Linked DNA regions of Triticum aestivum: region 1 is linked to region 2. A link is a contact called in public Hi-C data. All regions are on one chromosome and are shown on one strand. Each heading gives the region's core, a stretch centred on a gene start, on an enhancer-like site or on the middle of the called end of the contact. The rest is flanking DNA. Distances are from core to core; before and after follow the strand shown.

Region 1 (3,074 bases), core at 346-2,845, 55 kb after region 2:
AGCGGCCATCCCCGACCTGAAACCGCTGGGTACGGCCACGCAAAACGTTCGCAGCTTCTGAACCGGTCCAGTCGGGCCAGCCGGCCAGCGGCGCACGGGTACCGTCGTGCTGGGTATCGGCTCGGCCCCGGCCCTCGTGATGGCCACCCGAGGCCCGAAGGCGATCAGAGGCGTGCAGCTTCCCTGTAGCCAGACAGCGGCCGGACGCTGCCGCCGCTGCGCGGCATGGCACCCACATCTCCCCCTTCCTCGCCGGCCGGCTGCGCACGGCGCCGGCGCCTCCACGGAAACGACGCAGGTAGACTGACAGGCCGAAGCGGGCGGGTTCGCCCGAAACTCACATGTCAGTGATGCTCTGCTTCGTACGTGCGTGAGAGAGGAGACATAGAGTTAAGGATTCTTCTGCTAGCTAGCTGCTCAGTGTGTGTGCGTTTGAAATTAAGAGTCACCCAGGGCATTTCTAACCGATCCTTTATAATCGGTTCGAAATTAAGAGTGACCGAGGGCATTTCTAATCAATCACTTATAATCGGTTAAAGAAATAAAAATATGATTTTTCGGCACCGAGACGATCCCCAATCCATCATAAGGGAGTATATTTTTTTACTTCATCCCTAAGTTTTTGCATATATTTACTCCGTCTGAAGGCGGCCGAGTATAAATTTTCTTCACGCAAAGATCTCCTCATGGCCGGCCGGCGACTCACGTGAAGCTCCCATGGCCTCCCGGCGACCCTTGCACGTACTACTACCGGAACTGCCACTAAATGTTGTTGCTGCTGTGCGTTGCTGTTGTGTGTTGTTGCTGCTGCTTGCCGCTGCCGGTGTGTGCTGTTGTTGCTGTTGCTCGCCGCCGTTGGTGCGTGTTGCTACTCCTTCCCGTTGCGTGCTGCTGCTGCTCGCTGCCGCCGGTGCGTGTTGTTGTTGCTTGCCGCCGGTGCATGCTCGCCGTTGCTCCTCCCTGCTGTGTGCTGCTACTGCTGCTGCTTGCCGCTGCTCCTCCCTGCTGTGTGTTGCTACTGCTGCTACTCGCCACCACCGGTGCGTGCTGCTGTTGTTGCTCCTCCCAGTTGCGTGTTGTTGCTGCTTGCCGCCGGTGCATGCTCGCCGTTGCTCCTCCCTGCCGCGTGCTGCTACTACTGCTGCTTGCCACTGCTCCTCCCCACTGTGTGCTGCTACTGCTGCTACTCGCCGCCGTCGCTGCGTGCTGCTGCTATTGCTCCTCCCAGTTGTGTGTCTTTGCTGCTGCTGCTCGGTGCTCGCTACCGACATGGTCACGTGGTTGCCACTCGCCACGAAGGTGCATAGCAAGTGTTCGACGAAATGTATGAACGAAATTTAAATTTACTCCATTATGTATAGGGTGGTCGCCGGTCGGCTAGCTCCAACCAAAACTCTACGAAGGTTTATTTCTTTATTTTTTAAGAGATCGGTTAGAAATGTCCTGAGTGGCCGGGCAGTGGAAGGATATGATAGACGGAACGCGAGGGAGTAGTGGAGTTTTCTGTCCATGGACAGAGGTACGCGTACGTAGGTACGGGCTTGGGAGAAGAGACGAGGGCGGTGCAGGGCAGGCCGTACGCCACAGTCAGCTGCACCTGCCTGCCTCCTCCGTCTTTGTTTGACGCCCCCAACCCCGTGAAAGGGCATCACGCACGCAACAGTACTCCAATCCTCTTCGGGAGGCCACGACCCATCTCGTCCGATCGGGAACAAGCGAACGGGATTGGCTGCCCGGAGCCCGCGAGCTAGTCACTAGTGAGTGTCCACTATAAATCTTTTTTTTTTCCCTGAGGCTGGTTGTAATGAGGAGTATCATATACTAGTATCATGATACTAGTCTATGATACTACATCCCTAATGCATAGTATCATATGTTGGTATCATAGATGACTATATTTATTACCATGCAACACAAAATAGCACATCATTTAATATGATACGGTATCATGATATGACACTCAAGCCTCTCTTCCTTTATTTAATTCTATGCCACCTCATCAAAACTGCTTAGTTGACATGCATACTACGTGCACTGTACTTGGAAATATTGGTGGCTGCATGTATGGGCGTGCCGGAAGAAAGGACAGCCTAGTGGGGGACCGGGGTAATTCCACATTTACAACAGTAACAATGCCACGTCAGATTCCAAGCGTCTTTGGATACATGTGGCATTACTTGTCCCGTCAACTTTATTTCTTCCATCATGCAAAATAAACTTTATTTTTTTTCCATTTCAATCAAAATAATTTATTTATTCTCTTTCTTGGTCGCCTCTTCAAAATTCGCTTCCGCGGCAGCATTCCCGCTCTCCTACCTCCATCTTCCTGAACCCCTTAACCTAATGCACATCCGTAACTCATCGCCTCTCTCAGCGAAAAAAATGAGCCAAGAGAGTCCAATCTTCTAGCGCCGTTCTCCGGCGACTCCCCTTCACCGGCAACCTCGGTCGTCGGTGGTGAGGGGGGCGCCGGATCCACGTGTGTGGATCATTTTTTACTCTCTCGTAGTCTAGGTTTTAGGCTGTTCATCGTCTTGGCTTCGGCGACGACGATGACAACGCTGAATAAAGATAGTTTCCTCCTTCGGTGACTTAGTCGTGGTGGGATGCCAGATCTGGAGTTTGACGGTGTGTCCGGGGTGTTGCCCCGGTCTGATTCATTCAACGACAAGGGTTTACTTTTGGTGAGCCACCTTGGAGGTCCGCAAAGCTGTATATCATCGATGGAGACGCGTAGCTCGAGTGAGGAGGTGATCCGTCATTCTTTTCTTCGGTGGCTGCTATGGTGGTGCCGGAGGCAGGTGACGGGTGTTGGTGTCAAGCTCAGAAATGTTCTGCTATCTTTTTAGTTTTGTCATGTCGGTCCTTACGTAACTTGTACTTTGATGTTTATGATATGAATCAGACACGTATTACGTTAGAAAAAAGTAGTTGTACTTGCTAATATATAAGCCATTTCCGGCTACAAATTGTTGCAATGTACTCTCTTCGGTCCTTTTTAGTCTGCATATAAGTTTTGTCTGAAGTCAAAGCATCTCTACTTTGACCAAACTTATAAAAAAAGTATCACCATT
Region 2 (3,375 bases), core at 249-2,748:
ATCTAGCAAATGTGTTTGCGCTCTATAACTTGCATCGGACCGGGAAATATATGCTGAAACTAAGAGCATCCAGGTTATTATTATACACAAGAGAATAAACAAGTGCTGGTGGAATAGCCTGATATTCTCGGGGAATAGGTTCTTGCAAGATTGCAACCACGCAAACAAAAGCTGGTAATATCATAAGAGGAATCCTCTGTACGACGAATATGACCCACTATATATGTGTATATTCTTGCTGCGCATCCGCCGCAGAACCAAGCAGGCAATATCATAAGATGGTGGAATCTGCAAAAGCCAGAGGGCGAAGGAAGTCTCCATCCGTTTGTTCGCGAAAGGCATGGCACAAATTCTGCCTTTAAACAGCGGGAATGGGCATAAATCCACATCACAACTACTTGTGATGATAACAAAAATACCGGCGCAAAAAGGGTAGGGCCTAGACGCAAATTCAGCAGGCGGCACCGCGGGTGAAGTTTGGCAAAGGCATCGTGCACTTTGTTGAAAGAGAAAAGGCATAATCAAAATCAGAAGCAACCCGCCGACCAGAAATCGGGGGGAACAAACAGCAAGCGCTCTCTCCTTGTTCCAGCCAATAGCAGGCCTGAAATCGGTTTTGCTGGAGCAATGCAACTTTAACCTGAAGCTGAAGGCACGCGAGCTGGATTGGTGCTGGTTGCTTGTAGGAGGAACAGAGCGGCAACGGAAGTCCCCTGGTGATGAGTCTTGGGAGGCCGAGCTGCTAAGCTTTCCGTGGCATTTGGCCCCGGAAGCGCGGCCCGCAAGGGAGGCGGAAGGAAATAAGAAGAGGAACACCTGAAGCTGTTGCTGTGCAGGCATCAGGAAATTCCCATGGCACTGGTAGGGAGCAACAACCTGGTATTACCAGATTGGCAATCCAACCACCAGAGGGACAAGCAGCCCCGCCTAGGAATGGAAACCACGGGCCGCGAGGAAAAAGGGATACGAGGGACAGAAAAAGAAACCGGGCAAATCGAGGAAGACGGCGCAAAGATCCTGCCGCCCCGGGGGCCAGCGAAAGATCCGGCCATCCGGCCTTCGGGTAGGACTCCGGGCAGGGGAGGGAGGGAGGGGTCGGAGCCGCTCACCTGGAGCCGGAGCAATGGCCGCGGCCTCGCGCCTCGTCCTCCCCTCCTATCTTCTTCTCCTCCCCGCGCGGGTATCCATAATTGGGGGCGGGGAGGCGGGAATCTCCACTGTTATTAGGGGCGAGGCGAGGCCCGGGGGCAGAAGATGACAGCTTTGCAGTCGCAGGCGGCGTCCCTCCCCTGCCCAGCCCCCCCTCTCACTGTTGGGGCCGTGTGCGCGGCAGCAGCGGCATGCGTGCGCCGCACAAACACCACAAGAAGAGGCTAGAGAGAGAGAGGAATGGGGAGGAGGCGCTGGGAATCTAGGGGCGGGGAGCTCGATCAGCAGCTAGCCGGTGGTGGTGATCATGGCGTGGCGTGGTGGTCACAGATTGGGGTGCGGTGAACAACAACTTCACTGTGGCGCCGTGTGATGTGTCGATCCGTGTGTCGAGCCGGGGCCTGTGGCCGCATAGTCGTCCGTGTCGCGCGGTGCAACGGACGGCCCGGATGGGTCGCGGCCGGGGCGAGGGGACGTGGCCCGCTCCTGGCCGCTCGATCCTGGGGGGTTTCGGCCTCCTTTGAACAAGGTGCACTTTTGGCCGTGTCATGTCACATATATTATCGACAATGACAATATGAAAGTGATAGGGAAAATGAAGATTAATGGAGTTGACCCGTCGTAGAGGGTCGGATGTAAACACATTTTTCTAACATGTATTTGGGATAACAATTAATAAGATTTAAACGCAAGAGTACTGGACTAAGGCCCAATTCTTTTGGTGGCTTCTAAAGTACTAAGCGGCCCTTGCAAGCTTATTTCATAAGCCGTCCCCAAAGAACCAGACCTAAGAAATTGAACTTGATATGTAACTATCCAAATTTGATGCGGTCTTAAAAATACTATGTCTCCGCTCAAATTTTCCAATGCAAATATGTTATTTTACTGAGTGACTATAGCTCAATCTCGTAGTTGGATTGGATGGTTAAGAACAATTCTTTCTTGGTAGCTTGAATATTTGATCAAATGTTATTTGATAATCTAGGCTCCCAAATGATTGCCACATCACAAGTGAAGGAAATATGCTATTTTTTGTAAGTTTGTCGCAATTGCTATTTTTGTGGACCAGAAATAGTAACATTTATATGAGCCAGAAATAGTAACATTTATGTGGGTCGAGACAAAAGAGATAGTAACAAGTGGCCTGATCATTTTTTTGCTTTATGGTGTGGTGCCATATTTATGGTGTCTAGCTCATGAAAAGTCCCTATGTTCTATTCTATAGCTTCATCAAATAAAAGTGAAAAAGGACACATGCATACTATTCTGGCACTATAGAACAATTTCATAGCAATGTAAAACATTAAACACTCCCAATACTGGGTTTTATGCATGTTCTAGTAAAAAGGGTGAAAGTGCATCTAATCCCCAAGGGGAATTTTGGTAATTTATATCAAGATATCTCAAAGAACTAATGCTAGTTTAAAGTATACTTCATCCGTTCCAAAATATAAGTCTTTTTATAGATTTTAACAAGTGACTACATATGGAGCAAAATAAATGAATCTATACTCTAAAATATGTCTACATACATCCGTATGTTGTAGTCCATTTGAAATGTCTAAAAAAACTTATATTTAGGAACGAAGGGAGTATTTCAGAAAACAACAGGAATAGCGTTGGAATGGAAGGTGATCACTAAAAATGCTTAAAGACAATTGTTGGACAAGCCAAAGGATTCTTCTTTTTTCCGTGATCCAATATCGCATTGAGTATATAGGCATGACGATACTATCAAAATGGGATGAGGACTTGTGAGCCTTTTGCTCCATGTGCTTAGAGATCAAACTCCTTCAAGTTTTCGACTATATCTCCTAATGACATGCAACTCGATGATGCCAAAGCACTTCCACTCGAAACCACCATACCATCCAGATATAGTCGTTGTTCCAAACCCTATTTCAATCGACGCCTCAAGCATCCCATTCAGAGCCACCGAAGAAACCTCATAAACCTTCTATTGTCACGTCAGAAATTCTGAGCCATTCTAGTTGAAACTTTTGAAGTGCTGACAATGAGTGTACCACCACTGAGGTACTCACTTCAGAACCACTGATTGATTTCCATTCAAACCTATCGATGCATATGAAACTTTTCACTTCTGAGCCATCGAGCAACACCAATCGGAGTCTCTGAGTTGTGCAAAAAGGTGAGTAATGGTCAGATTCTTGGCCCGGTTTATATATACCCCTAGCTATCCTACTAGCTCATCTCGAAGCAAACTCC

What was found. A called contact is a pair of places that touch in the nucleus more often than the background predicts.
Region 1: a contact with region 2 is called in a Hi-C map of leaf, with 2.9 times the contacts expected there. The contact joins the enhancer-like site here to the promoter of LOC123190178 in region 2. A contact is called at or near these places in 4 of 5 Hi-C or Micro-C datasets (leaf, root and an unstated tissue).

What each region holds. Positions count from the first base shown.
Region 1 is chr2A:680,035,901-680,038,974 of IWGSC CS RefSeq v2.1, forward strand. No RefSeq gene overlaps it. Among protein-coding and RNA genes, the nearest start is that of LOC123190178, 54 kb to the left of the region's middle. Within about 2 kb of position 1,596, at least 5 of the 8 cell types and tissues checked have an H3K27ac peak or open chromatin away from gene starts, as enhancers often do.
Region 2 is chr2A:679,981,445-679,984,819 of IWGSC CS RefSeq v2.1, forward strand. It overlaps LOC123190178 (protein NARROW LEAF 1), which reads right to left and starts at 1,499. Exons shown (of 6, transcript XM_044602776.1): 1 at 1,110-1,499.